Regions from separate parts of the Hordeum vulgare genome. Here region 2 is linked to region 1. Evidence: chromatin contacts called from public HiChIP or PLAC-seq data. All regions are on one chromosome and are shown on one strand. The core of a region is the stretch at or near the end of the contact, and the rest is flanking DNA. Distances in the headings are between cores, read along the strand shown. Region 1 holds the start of LOC123395869 (cyclin-dependent kinase inhibitor 6-like). Region 2 holds the start of LOC123398741 (protein transport protein SEC23-like).

What was found. HiChIP or PLAC-seq counts read pairs in DNA pulled down with a chosen protein or histone mark.
Region 2: an H3K4me3 HiChIP or PLAC-seq map of embryo shows a contact between it and region 1, with 5 times the contacts expected there. The contact joins the promoter of LOC123398741 here to the promoter of LOC123395869 in region 1. A contact is called at or near these places in 1 of 6 Hi-C or Micro-C datasets (leaf) and 1 of 1 datasets of contacts at active chromatin or transcription factors (embryo).

The regions. Positions count from the first base shown.
Region 1 is chr5H:461,888,196-461,895,797 of MorexV3_pseudomolecules_assembly, forward strand. LOC123395869 (cyclin-dependent kinase inhibitor 6-like) reads right to left here and starts at 1,900. Exons shown (of 3, transcript XM_045090901.1): 1 at 1,589-1,900; 2 at 1,359-1,457; 3 at 431-761. The coding sequence starts at 1,677. The coding sequence ends at 692.
Region 2 is chr5H:462,082,222-462,089,444 of MorexV3_pseudomolecules_assembly, forward strand. It overlaps LOC123398741 (protein transport protein SEC23-like), which reads left to right and starts at 1,799. Exons shown (of 13, transcript XM_045093195.1): 1 at 1,799-2,137; 2 at 2,613-3,187; 3 at 3,287-3,502; 4 at 3,613-3,786; 5 at 4,247-4,408; 6 at 5,494-5,636; 7 at 6,298-6,373; 8 at 6,465-6,640; 9 at 6,735-6,816. The coding sequence starts at 2,678.

The DNA.
Region 1 (7,602 bases), core at 650-3,149:
CGGATATGCCCGGTGAGTGATCGGTCGTGTCTCCTATTTATCCGTCCGCGCAGCTATACTCCTTATTTGCTTCCTTATATGTCCGATCACTTGCACTTGATTGATGGAGAGGAAGAGAGAGAGAGAGAGAGAGAGAAGAATGAATAAAGAAAAAGAAAAGGTCGTTCGGGTAGGGTTGCATCCTACGTACCGGACTGATTGGACACGTCCGCGAGCCATCATATCCTTCCTATATTTTTTATGAATATAAGGGTATGCGAATAGTCCAAACGTATAGGGATAATACGATGGATTCGATTGAGTCTTTTTTTTTCCTTCTTTTTCCTGTCCGGTCACTGAACGCGTCCGTCGGGTTATAGGTGCTCTAACCATGCGCGAGGTGTTGAGATATGCCATGTCAAAACAAAAGAACTGCTACTACAAGACAATGTACACAAATAACGACACTTTGTTTTCCTTGATGAAACAAAACACATCACGACAAGCTAATAAAAGCAAACTAGCTACAGGTGAAAGGATCCACTGACGACTTACATGGTGAGCTTTTACAGAATCAATTAGGCATCTCGTGAGCAATAATTACAGCTAATAAAGCATGACAGGGTAACTACAAAAGAATGATTAAAAAGGACACGATGTGGTCTGTCTTTGCTGTGCTTCTGACACTTGACTGGTTGCTGCGGCATCCTTCCTACGGCCTCACTCGGACCCACTCGTACCGCCCATCAATGGGAGCGTCCTTCACGACGTCATAGTTGTACCTTCAATCCAAAGCACAAGATCCAAACGTTAGAAAAGAACAGTAGTTGTACTGCACTCTGCCCACTTCACTTTTCTTTTTCTGAAAATATTTCCTTCATCACTAAAAATTGTCCTTGATTTGTCTAAATACGAATATATCTTAAAGTTGAAACCACTTTTTCCTTTGCTGTTCAGAATTCTCCTAATCCGTCTTAGTTGTGTCTTTTTCTACAAAATTTGGTGCTCAAAACTCCCTATATGTGTAGTGGTTTTGTTCAAATTCCTGCACTAGCACCAGCAGCCAGCCTTTTCATCAAGAGAAAAAGAAAAACAGCGACAGAGAATTGCAGGGCAAGGCACATGCTTGGCGAGTGTGCGTGCGACACCAAACTGACTGACAACCGAGATCTTCAGCAGCAGCAGAGGCCTCATGTTGCTTGAGCACAATCCACAGGCCCACTGCTGCTCATGCATTGCTAGCTACTCCCGTATAAATCCACAGCAGCCCGAGCCTCGCAGCTTTTCCCCGAGGGCATAGGAGGAAGCCGGCGCCAAACGGACGCCGGAGGCCGGAGCTTCAGCTCAGATGAAGCGCGTGCATGCGCAGTGGTACTCACTTGGCAGCGAAGCGCCGCGCGACGTCGCCCTCCGCCGCGGCGAAGAAGGCCTCCATCTCCTCCGCCGGCGGTGACCTCCCCTTCTTCGCCTTCTTCGCCCTGCGCACGACGGCAAACAGCAGGCCAAAGAATGAGCATGACTCCAGAGTCCAGACGCAGCAGCAGAGCTTCGAATGGTTTGTCGTGAGGAGAAGGGAGGAAGGCAGGGAGAGGGAGAGCTGGGGACTGACAAGTCGGCGGGCACCGCAACGCCGGCGCTCTCGCGCTTGCCGCAGCTCGACGCCGCCGCCGTCACGGTGGCCGCGGCGGTGGCGGCCATGGCCGGCCTTTTCTTTTCTGCTTCCTTCTCTCCTGCTCTCTCTTTCTCTATGCCTACTTTTTTTCCACCCACGCGCGCGCCTGTGCCGGTGGTGGGTGCTGTGCTCGATGGCTATTACGGGGCCGGGCTGGGCTGGGACTGGGTGGGAGGAGATAACGATTGGATTAGGTGGGAAACGGTGGTCGTACGACGTCCCAGCCGAGAGATTCCGAGTAGGAGGAGTAGTAATTAACAGCAGCTACTCACTCTAGCAGCTAGCTGAGCACTGAGATCAGACGGGAAATGGAGCGGGGCGTACGTGTCGAGCGGGCGCGGGGCGCCGGCCGGCGTACTTGGCCGGCCTGGACGGGCGTGGGGCGCCACTACGGCTACGCGGGCACTGTGGCCGCATGCGCACGCCTACGCCGTGGCACTTTCTTCCGTTGATCTATCCATCTACTCTACCGTGGTAGATGCAAGCATGAGCTGGGGTCGGCGGGAGGAGGCGCGATCGTGCGTGCGCTGTGGGGTTCTTCGCGGGAAATTGCGCGCGAGCTGCGTGCATATGCCGTCGTGTGGGGCGGTTAGTTGGTTGGTGCTTGGTGGGTGGGTGGGTCTCGGCGGCGCCGGGAGATCCGTATATGCTACTACTTCTATCGTCACGTGCCGATGTAGCTGTGGCACGGGTCACCGGTTGGCGGTTGCTACGGATAAACCGCCGAGTCCTGTGACGGATGGACGGACATGCGTGCACAGAAGCGCCGCATTGCCCTTTGCCCAAACCGGAAGATGCCTTGGTTTTTACCCGTGCAAAGGACTGGACCGTCTTTGCGCATCTCCAATGATCCTCAAGATTGTACAACCCGGGTCCCGAAAGTCATCCACCGTGTTCCTGCGCTGCAGTCCGGATCACTTTTTTTCTCGTAGACCAGAACCATGAGGTTCTGCAGGAGTCGTGGCACACGCCATGTCGGTCTCTCACCCCCATTGCCCACTTAGGAGGCGGAGCCCGTGCTTTTGTAGCACCCGCACTGTTTTCATGTCGAAATTCCCCACTTTCTTCTTTCACCCCACCCCTCTCCAAGCATTTTTCGCCCTTTTCTTTCACTTTCTTCTTCTCTTCCACCGTCGCTGCATGGCACCAGATGAGGCCTATCAGAGATGGAGATGGTGGTGGAGGTGGAGGAGGATCCCAGCATCACCTTCGCCCTGAAGATCAACTCGACGGTGCAGCAAAATCGACATGTCAAAGCGAAGCCCGCAAAGGAGCAGAAGCTCAAGAAGCGGAAGGACGGTGGTGCATTGTCTTGTTGATCACTAGATGTATGTGCATTGTTTTGTTGATCACTAGCCAGATATGCATAATTTTGTTAATCACTAGCTAGATATGTAGAATTTTGTTGATCGCTGGCCGGATGTGCATGGTTTTGTTAATCGTTAGCCGGATGTCTATAGTTTTGTTAATCCCTAGCCGGATGTTTTGTTAATCACTAGCTAGATATGTAGAATTTTGTTGATCGCTAGCCGGATGTGCATGGTTTTGTTAATCGCTAGCCGGATGTCTATAGTTTTGTTAATCCCTAGCCGGATGTTTTGTTGAACCCTAGCCGAATGTGCATAGTTACCTTGACAATGTTCTATTTGGTAGCCTTCTCATGCGTGTACCGTTTCAAAAAGTTAGAGCAAAAAAATTCAACGTTATGCATTGTTGGTTGAAGATGAATGGGCAGCTGAAGTGGAAACTATTCATAGCCCACCACTGCAGGGTGGTTACGACACATCAATCAGAGACCCTTCGTCTAAACTGTGTGCAATCGAGCCATCGAAAACGGTGTAGTTATAGCCCCGTCGCTAATAAAGAAAACTGTGTGCAATGACTGGTCCATCAGACATGTTTGAGATTAGACTAGCGTGTGATGCAGGCTTATAGTTGGTTCTTATGAGCTGTTTGCGATTAGACAAGATAACACAAACGGTTCACAAAATACATATGTGTGCGAAGTACGAGATATAATTCGCTCAGACAAATTGTTTGCGTTGATACACCTAGAACACAAACGAGTTACCATAACAAGGTGTGTGTGATATCCGGCAAACAGTTTATTCAACAGAATTGTGTGGGAAGACAAATATTAACTCAAACGATTCATACTGACAAGCTATGTGTGTTGTGGGCAGACGATTGCTGCTAAACAATTGTCAGAGCTGGATGAAATCATTACCGATGCTATGTTGGGAAGTGATGTTTGCTTGTATTAATATCACATACGTTTTATTATTATGACCCGTCTGCCTGCACATCACCCCGTCCTCCTCTCGCATGTCATGTCACCGCGTTGCCACACAAGGATTCGAGTGCATGCTTCGGCACCGCTTTTGGCCACGCGTCGGCTCAATGAACCCGTTCCCGCGCACAACCGCGCAGGTTCCGACACACAACCGCGCAGGTTCCCACACACAAAACCGTCCTACAGCTCTAGCTTCCCGCCCGGCTCAGTGAAATCTCCAAATCCCCAATGTTTGTCGGGTGCTATATAAACCCTCATGGCCGGTAACTCCACATTGCCTTCATCCCCTCCCTCCCAGTAGCTTGTCTAGTTTGCTTCTCCCCCAATCGCCAATGGCACCGATCGTTCGTCGTCGATGAGCCACTACGCCAGAGGACAGCTCTAGTTGGGAGGCTTCACCGCATCGGCGCGACAGTCCTCTGAAGCGTGTAGTGCACGTGGCGTCCCTGGTGGGTGTGCGCACGCCACCAACTACACGCTCCACCACCCCTGAAGGCAGCTCTTGTCGTTGTTGTAGCCGCCACCACGCCAGCAGTAGCCGGGGCCGCCACCACACCATCGTATGTCTTGGCCATGACACCATCGTCAGGTGGCGGGGTCATCACCCGCTCCGGCACCGTTCAATCCCACTGACAGAAAGGGAGATAACACATATTATAGTGTTGCCATTAAGGATAAAACGACGAGGTCTGAACATATTGTTTGTCTTACTTCCTTTACGTCATGTCATCTTGCTCCAATCATTACTCTGTTTCATATTTAATGCTCTGTATGCATGCTGGATGACGGTCGACGAGTGAAGTAATATTAGTGCATGCAAGCATGAGTCAATCTACTTGTTTATTTACATGATATATAGCTCGACCCTATAGCGAATAGCGCGACCCTATATGTCACCCTCGGTGAGGAATAGTTATTCTTCACCCCCTCTATATTCATATTATTACACCATAATTTTACGTTTCTTAAATTTTAATCTTATCTCATACGTAAAAAGAGACCATAAAAAAAATAGTCACCGAAAAATATATTTTATGTCACGTAAAATTACAAACATAAATATATAGTGTAAATTATACATAAAATGCGATTTTTCTGGTCTTATGATCTATATTTTTGTTTTCTTATGTCAAATTTTTCGTAGTTAATCAATATAAATGTATCTATTTGCATTTCAAATTTAATTTATTTATGAAATAGCCGAAAAATTACCTCGAGTGAGGAATAATTTATTCTGCACCCTAGGTGATGAATAGAGTTTCTATATATATATATATATATATATATATATATATATATATATATATAATCATTGCCGTGAACAACATGTCATATATGCGTTATTCTGTCAATTGGCCAATAGTAATTTATTTACCCACTGCATGATATGTTGAGAAGCCTCTAACAGAAACTATGACCCCCGGGTCTACTTGAACAAAGTTATTAAAAGTTCAAAAATACTATGCTGTAATTTATTTACTGTTATTTATTTATTTGTATTTCTATTATTTATCTACCAGTATTTAATCCTTGCAAGTAACGAGTTCAAGGGGCTTGACAACCCTCTTGCCCACGTTGGATGCAAGTGTTTGGTTCTGTGTATCTAGGTGTTGTTGAACGGGGTTTGCGTGATTCTCTTATTGATTCGATAACCTTGAATCTCACTGAGGGAAATACTTATCTATATCGTGCTGCATCTTCCCTTCTCTTGAGGGGAAAAGCAACACATTTTACATGTAGTAGTCTACAACTTTGGTCATTTGTAGACTATAGTGCCCTTCTTTTATCAAAATTATATGATAATATGCACATTATCACGGGAATGTTTGCAATATTTTTTTGTGATACTTAGTTGTATGGAACATGAATATTTGGATAATAATCTGATAACTAAAACTGACCCCTCACGGTGGATTCCACTAGGTTCTTAACCTCTTCACAATTCTTAAGCTAAAACCTATGATGCTTAATCCTGTTGTATAGTTGTAGATTATTTATTAAACATAAATTTTAATAGCATAATAAAATGGAAGTTCTTATCATGTTGAGGTGGACATTTTCCATTGCATGATTGCATGTTGAGGTGGGCCTTTTCTTGCATGCTAATGTGGCATACTTGTATGTTGAGAGAAATTTGTTAGTGAGGGCTAGCTACTTAGATATTGAATATAGGAACATTTACATATTTTCCCCTAATTTCGTCCCGACCTCATCATTACCCTTAAATAAAAACAGTGCTCAACTATACCCCTCTTCCGTTAAGTGCGTTTATAGAAATACCCTTTCGTACATTTTCCGTCCAGTCAAAGACCTTTGACCGTTAAGTGCGCGTATAAAAAAATGTATCGGTCAAAGGCCTTTGACTCGACGGAAAATGTACGCAAGGGCATTTCTATAAGTGCACTTAACAGAAGAGGGGCAAAGTTGAGCACTGTTTTTATTTAGGGGTAAAGATGAGGTCGGGCCAAAATTAGGGGGGAAATGGAATTGGCCCTAATGACGTCTCACTGAGATGGATATTTTTTCAATGATTTTAACTTTTTTTCCCACTCATTTTCACGTACATTGAAAATTAACAAAGGGCACCCCTTGTATATCTAGTCTATATTTGTGATCTAAAAACTCATTCTATCGTTGATCCCGACATCGTAGACAACATTGACCTCAAAGTCACTGGTCATGTCACCGAGCATCATCCCGCCGGTCGTGCCCGTGACGAGCCTCAGGCCTAGCCCCATTCCCATCCCTCACGTGTCTTGCTGGTTGAGCCATCGATAATGTTACTTACAATGTACATGTACATTGCCGGCGGAGGAGTATACATGTATGGTGTTGGATGCACATACCCATATGGTTTTGGTGGATACACCATGTATGGTGGACCATAAGGTACACCCTCGGTTGTGGGTATGCAGTGACGTGCACCATGGCTTTGGCCATTGCCACCTCACAGTACCGAGAGTTCTTGACATATTGGTTTTCTTTTCTTTTTGTAGCGCTTGCAGTAGTGACAGTGTCGGTTTGATATCGATGAACTTGTAGCTGAAGTAAAGAACACCACGGTCGCGGCTAGACAACGACCACCGCACCGGATAGCTCATAGTATTTGGGTCACCACCGATAGTCATGTTAACAAAAAGATCATTAAAGGGCACAAATACTTCACCGACATCACGGTGGCCGAAGAAGGGAGTCTCTGAACATGGAGGCACATGAAGCGCGAGGTGGCAGAGACCGCGCTTGCGGGTATAGGGAAGTGGAACATGGCATTCCACATTGGGTTTCGACAATCATTGTAGTCGACATAGGTGTTGTGGGTACGCATGCAGGAGTCGCCGCATGATATGGAGGCAATGGCATAAACGCGGGTGCAGGAGAAGAAGGACACCTTGAAATCACTACCGTTGATCAACGTTAAATCAAGAATCTGGTATGCCATGGCCAACGTCGCTACTCGCTAGGATCCGCGATAGTTGAGGGATATGTAGGACTAGGAGGAGGAAGCTCTTTCCAAAGTGGCCCCTCAATATGGGAAACTGGCATGATGTTACCACTTAAAGGGGAATGATAATGTTTCACATTGTCATTGAATTTGGAGCTAACGAATAGATTAGACTAGTGGCCTGAGACACTTTTGGAAGTGTATTTCTATGTGGAA
Region 2 (7,223 bases), core at 549-3,048, 190 kb after region 1:
TTAGGTCTTGCGTGTGCGTACGGAAGTTTTTGTTTCCCATGCAACGTTCCCCAACACAAACCTCATAAGAGGAAGGGAAGGAAACATACCCTCTCATCCTTGCGAGGAGTAGGGGATTTGTGTGCGAAAGCTTCACCATTTGCGGAAGTTAATCTAGAACGGGAAGGCGCTAGATCTAAGGAAGGGAAATATGCTTGCACCTCTAGTTCACACAGACGAATACGAGGGACAGAAGAGCTTGCCTAGTCGCGTGGGATAGGGCCATGAGGGTACGAGGAGGAGCCTGGAGCACTCGCCATGCCTTTGATTTTTTGGTGTTCTTCTCGACGGTTGGGGGGATAGGGTGTGTTGCTGGAAGCGCGCTTGGCTTATGTAATAAGTAGATTTCCCCGTTTCACGTGAAGGGGTTTTGTGAAAATATTATTGGAACTGCCTATCTCTTATTGGCGCACGGGAATCGAGGGGTATGATTAACCCTTTAGAAGTAAATTAATTTTGCGGGCCATGCGACGTTTTGACAATCAAGAATGCGGTGCAAGCTGGACTAGAGTCAGCAGAACATGGGGATGAGAGGAACTCGTCGCGCAAGGCGAAGACTTTGAATGTGTGAAGATGGTAGATCAAGACTTCGACATTGGATGCCAGTTCGAGGGCTACCGAGGGAGTCCGGGAATAAGGGGTCCTTGGGTCGCTTACCTACTTTCGTGGGTCGGACTCGTGGGTCGTGTGTTAATCATCATTGGAATTCAGACTAGAAGACACCATTGTATTCAAGATGTACTCTTTCGAAGACTTGACATGCACCCCACGACCACATGGTAATCGACATGTTTTCTCCTTGGTATAACCGATATTGTGTAACCTAGTACCCCTGGTATCTATATAAACCGGAGGGTTTTAGTTCGTAGGACAGGTTAAGATCATTATTCCTAGGGTTTATACCACAACATGACCTCGAGGTAGATCAACTATGTACTCGATACCACATCATCAATATAAACAAGAGCAATACATAGGGCTTTACCTCCATCAAGAGGGCCCGAACCTGGGTAAACATCGTCTTCTTTGTCTCTTGTTACCCATCAATCCAAGATTCACAATTCGGGACCCCCTACCAGAGATCTGCCGGTTGACACCGACAAGGGGTGGGGGTGGGTGGGTGGGGTGGGGAGGGAAGGTTATGAACGTTCGAACCGCTGCCATGCACGAGTCCGACACCCTAGACCCACCCGAAAATCTCTCTCGCACTCTCTCATGCGTGAAGATGTTGTCGCGCATTCATGTCACTTGAAAGTGTCGACGCTGCTTCATGCTGGTCTAAAGCATGCGCAACTTTTCACTGGTGTCGGCATTAAAACGACACGCGAGCTGAGAGCGTGAAGGCGATGCAGTTGCGTCACCCGTCATTTCTCGTACCGACCCCCTCCCCCCATCCGCACCTCCGCCATTTGAACGACATAACCCTGTCGAGTAATGACGCTACTTTTTCATGCCGAATCAAACAAATACACATATTATAATATTATAGATGTAATTCGATAAATCAATCACCAAAAAGAAAATCGAGCCCGGTTGGTGGGCCTTTGGCGTGTGGTTGCTTTTGCTAAAAACACCTTTGCATATTAAAGTTTGCTTAAAAGCCCTAAAAAATTGCTTAAAAACCTTTTTGTTGCATCTTTAAAAGAAAAACCGAACAAGACACCGGTTTTAATTTTTCCGGACGACGGACCGCCAGCCCGGCTCGGACATGAAACCCCTACTCTCGCGGTTGTCGGAAAAGTTTTGCCAGCGCCGAGACACCCGGTGTCCACAACAACCGGAAGCCGAGTCAGGGCAGGCCACGCAAGCAGGCCTCGTGCGAGCCGTCCGATCCGGCCTCGCTTCCGACGCGCCCATCCGAGCCCTTCATCACCGAACATCGGCCCCACAAGACCTCAGTCCGGCGCCACCTCACCCCTCTCCTTCTTGTCCCCCGACTGGAGAGCCCCCTCCCGAGTCCCGATCGCATCGCGCGCTCCACCGTGCCGCCTCCATCGCCTCCTGCCCCAACGCCGGCGACGGTGCGGCTGGCCGGCACTAGGCGGTGACTTACCCTTCTGTTTCTCGCGGCGCGGCAGTGTTCGCGAGTGATCCGCCGGTAAGCGCCGCCTCTGCTTGCCTCCCCTGCCTTTCCGTTTCCTGAAGGCGAGGTCGTTCTTGGAGATCCAGGGACTAGGGTTCGCCGTGTTTAGCTGCGAGGGTTTTCGGTAGTGTTTGGTGGGCGGATGGCCGGGAAGCAATTGCGATCTCGAATATTTTGCGGCGGTTTTGTCACACAGGTAGAACAAGTCGAAATCAGCCCTTGCCACTTCGCTAGTTTGTGGGAGTTTTGGGCTACCCGGAGGGCAATTTCGCGCTGCATGTCACCACATTCGGTTATTCGTTTGGCATGAGTGTAAAAAGTTTTGCTAGGAACGTGCAAAAACACAATTTTGATGTGGAAGAACTATTGTATCAGATATTGCATTTGAGCAGATTGTATTGAATTGTCCTTCTGCGGTGGTCTTGGTGCTCTATGTTTGCTTGCATATGCTCACCGACTTCTCACTTGCTATTTGATCTGAAATTTGCAGGTTGGGTATCATTTCACTTGCAGAGGCCTGACACAAATAGCATACATAAGGCTGCTGTATACAAAATGTCTGAGTTCCTCGAGCTTGAGGCTCTGGATGGGATAAGGATGCCATGGAACGTTTTTCCAGGCACAAAGGAGGATGCTGTGAGCTGCGTCGTCCCTGTTTCTGCCATCTATACCCCTCTCAAGTCAATTCCTGATATGCCAGTAGTCCCATATTCTCCCCTTCGCTGCCGCATGTGTCGTTCAATCCTCAATCCTTTCTCCAGAGTAGACTATAATGCGAAGATCTGGCTCTGTACATTCTGCTTTCAGCGCAATCAATTCCCTCAACACTATTCCTCGATCTCAGAAAACAATCTCCCTCCAGAACTCTTTCCTCAGTATACCACAATTGAGTACATATCCACTGCAGAAACAGGTCCTGTAATGCCTCCTGTTTTCATCTTTGTTGTGGATACTTGCATCATCGAGGAAGAAATTGGTTATTTGAAGTCTGCTCTGGCACAGGCTACTGAGCTATTGCCAGATAATTCCCTTATTGGGTTCATTACTTTTGGGACATATGTACAGGTATAGTTCTGTGTTTACTCATAATGTTCTGTCCCTAAATGTTTCATTCTGTATTCAATGCTTTATTTAGCAACATATTTTCATTATTGGTGCATGTAGGTGCATGAATTGGGTTTTGGTTTGTTGCCGAAGTCATATGTGTTCAAGGGAACAAAGGAGGTCAGCAAGGAACAAATATTGGAGCAAATGTGCTTCTTTGCAGGCAAACAAAAGCCCACCACAGGGGTAATAGCTGGAACTAGGGATGGTCTTTCATCAGAGAGCATCTCTAGATTCCTTGTGCCTGCTTCGGAGTGCGAGTTTGTACTGAACTCAGTTAAGAATCGATATCACTCAATAGAAGATCATATTGTCCATATAATTGTTCATATTCCAAATTTTTAATGTGTCAAGCACATGATTCGATGATTTCACTGTATGTACAGGTTATTGAAGAGCTGCAAAAGGACCCTTGGCATATTCCAGCTGATCAACGTGCATCAAGATGCACTGGAGCTGCATTAAGTGTGGCGGCCAGTCTCCTGGGGGTTTGTGTCCCTGGATCAGGTGCTAGGATCATGGCATTTGTTGGTGGTCCATCTACAGAGGGACCTGGTTCTGTAAGTCCAAATAACATTGAATGATTGCCTTCTTTTGAGTTATTTGGTTGTCTGTCACACTCAGTTTTCGGTTCACGTGCTTAGATGTGCAACCAGAAAGGTTTTTAAGCTTGGAGCACCATCATTTCCTCGATGTTCTAAAAACACTATTATTTTATCATGTTCTAGCATTGCACCTTTGGCTTGTAACAAGATACTATTGTTTCTTTTCTTGAAAGGTAAACTCATGTTTAACTCACTGTTTTCATTAGTTTTAGAGCACTGTGCGCCAGAAGGCCCCCTATCGAAGGACAGAAATACACACCATAGATTTCTGCCAAATTGCGCTGAATACATATGTTGATTATGCTTGGAACTTATGTCATCTATGATTTACATATATCATAATAACTGTACAATGTATACATATTCTTTTATATGCTTCTTGTGTAGTATGATGACTGTTCTGCAAAATTTCCAGATTGTATCGAAATCCTTAGCAGAGCCAATTCGCTCACACAAAGACCTCGATAAAGACTCGGCTCCACTTCATGATAAAGCTGTTAAGTTCTATGATCAGATTGCCAAGCAGCTTGTGCACCAAGGACATGTGCTGGATTTGTTTGCGTGTGCAGTCGATCAGGTCTGTTGCTTATTTTATACTTCTTTTATTGATGTCGTCTTAGTGCAGTTAAACCTGGAAACTGTTTCCTAGCATATACAGCTACTTAGACTTGTCAAAATAATATCAAGCAGAATTGGCATCATAAGTACTTTCATATCATTGCATTTATAATTAGAAAAGGGTATATTCAAAGTTGTGTACCGGAGACAACATGTGTTTTATTGAGTTTCATGCACCAACCGGTAGAACCAAAAGTACGAACTAATGGAGAAGTTTGGATAATCCACATATACTTCAAAAAGATATCCATAATGACAAGCAAAAAGAGAATGGATGGGGTACTAAGTATGAGGCCACACATACCCTTGTATGGATAGAAATCAGCTTGTTGAATGTGTTCTCTAACGCTTTCACCTTTTTCTCCATGATTTTGCAGCTATTAATATTAGAGGTGTCTAGCTAGAACCATTGATTATTGCTTATTTGTGTAGCTTCGATTCAAAACTGTAGTTATTTAACTGTTGCCTGTGCTGAATGTCCATGTCGGTATCACATATCCATATATTAGTGCATCAGATATCATCCATATGCACAATTCTAAGACATGAACTAGATTCCTGACCGACAGTATCATCATAATGCAAATTAGCTACCTTTTTTTTCGAATGGGTCCATTTTATGTAAAGCATTAGCTTAGCTATTACTGTGAGTCGTATGCTAGTGAGGGACCTCAACACATATACTATTTCCAGTGTGTGCAAGTAATAAATGTAAGAAACTACTTAGTTGCTTCCAGTGACTGTAATAGGACAGAGTTGATAGACAATCAGAGTTATGAAGGGCAAGTCCACAGTCCTCATGCGGTACTACGCGTGGCATTTAGTTATTTATAGTAGAAGTTGCTTATGCTAGTAAGATGTTGGTCTTGTCGATAAAAAATGCTATCAACTAACTGTTGTATCCAAAACTAGTTGTAAACACGTGCTCTTGAAAAGCTACTACACTGCCAAATGAAGCTATGGAAACTCACCTTTGTGTACACTATCTGGTGCGTCATGGTTATTTTGTCTGAAGCAACATTTTCTTTATGCTTGAGTTTTCAGGTTGGTGTTGCTGAAATGAAGGTTGCAATTGAGAAGACTGGGGGAATTGTTGTGCTTGCTGAAAGTTTTGGTCACTCTGTTTTCAAAGACTCGCTTCTCCGCATCTTTCAGTCAGCAGATAACGGCCTTGGATTATCATTCAAGTAAACCATTATTTTCTCTTGCTCTTATTTATATTTTGTTGATGTTATATTAAAAAATATCCGTTAAAAAAAGAGAGAGAATAGGAACCGAATGGCCTAACCATTCAAATGCAATTTGTACTTATCCAGCTCTTTTTCACCAGTGTGAGGGTTCCGCATTTTCAAATTCCATACTATCCTGTAAAGTCGTACATGTGCCAATGAAGCTTTCAAGGTAGCTCGGTTGCTCTGCATATCAAGGCCACCTGCATTCCACCCTTATATGGTGTGACGGGTTTCTGGGCAATATTTATATACTACCCTGCATGCATAGCTTGAAATCTTAAATTGGCTGCATGTTTGCAAATAGTAAATCTGCATTTCCCAGAATAGGCTTTTAGTTACCGCATACCCAGAAATTTATGTAAGATGATTACCATTTTCTTGAAACTATGTCTTGTCTAATACTTCTTCTTTTGTCCCTGTTCCATCAACATCGATATACCATGTAGGGTTATTTTCTGAACGTGGAGAGTATATATCTGTCCGGTTAAAGAAAACATTTTTGCTCCGAATAACATAAATGAACCTAAAATTTGTCAATATAATACACTCAATGTTTGTGTGAAGGTGACATCTTTATTTAAAATTTTGTACTAATATTTTAGAATCGCCTCAACAGTGGTATTCTCGAGATTAACTGCTCAAAAGACTTAAAGATTCAAGGCATTATTGGGCCTTGTACTTCCCTGGAGAAGGTACAACCATGCTGTTAACTTTGTAGCTGTAAAGCTTATACTCCAAGACTGCAATTTTGTGCTGTTCTAATGTTGCAGTTATCGTATGCAGAAAAGTCCTCTGTCTGCAGATACTGTTATTGGTCAGGGAAACACTAGTGCTTGGAAAATGTGTGGTCTTGACAAGAAAACATCGCTTTGCTTTGTATATGACATCTCCAGAAAAGCTGGCCCAGATTCAGGCGCTCAACAGACAGGCGAACAGCTCTACCTTCAATTTGTAACCTAGTAAGAAACATTTTTGTTTCCTTTTGAATTTTCCAAACAATCTGATTCTGCTTTAGATCTACTTACCTGTCTGACTTGATGGTGTCACATTCAGTTATCAGCATCATGAGGGCCAGATGAGATTGCGAACTACTACGATCTCCAGAACATGGGCTTCTCGTTCTGATAGTGTGCAGGTTAGTTTCTCTATCTTTGGTCACTTTGCTAATCATGAATTCTTGATGACACTTCTTCTAGTGAGCACAGTTTTCGCATCGAAATATTTGTTGTTCCTTATTAGAAGAACTCTGTACAAGGCGAGAAAGTACAATCCACAAACGGTGGCTAGTGACTAAACCAAATAAAACCATAAAAAGTACAAAAACACAACAGCAAAACTGAATGGAAAGCTTAACTAAGCTACCTACAATAAAATTGCAAAGGCAAAAAGAAAGAAAGAAGAGAAGGCAAAAGACATGCACGAAGAGGAACCGTCCATCTAGTGAGCATAGTTGATTTTGCTGATATGAACAAGTAATCTATGTTCAGAAAAGAGGAATATTGTTGCTCATGTCAGTTCCTTTCGATTCAGACGTGTTTCTGG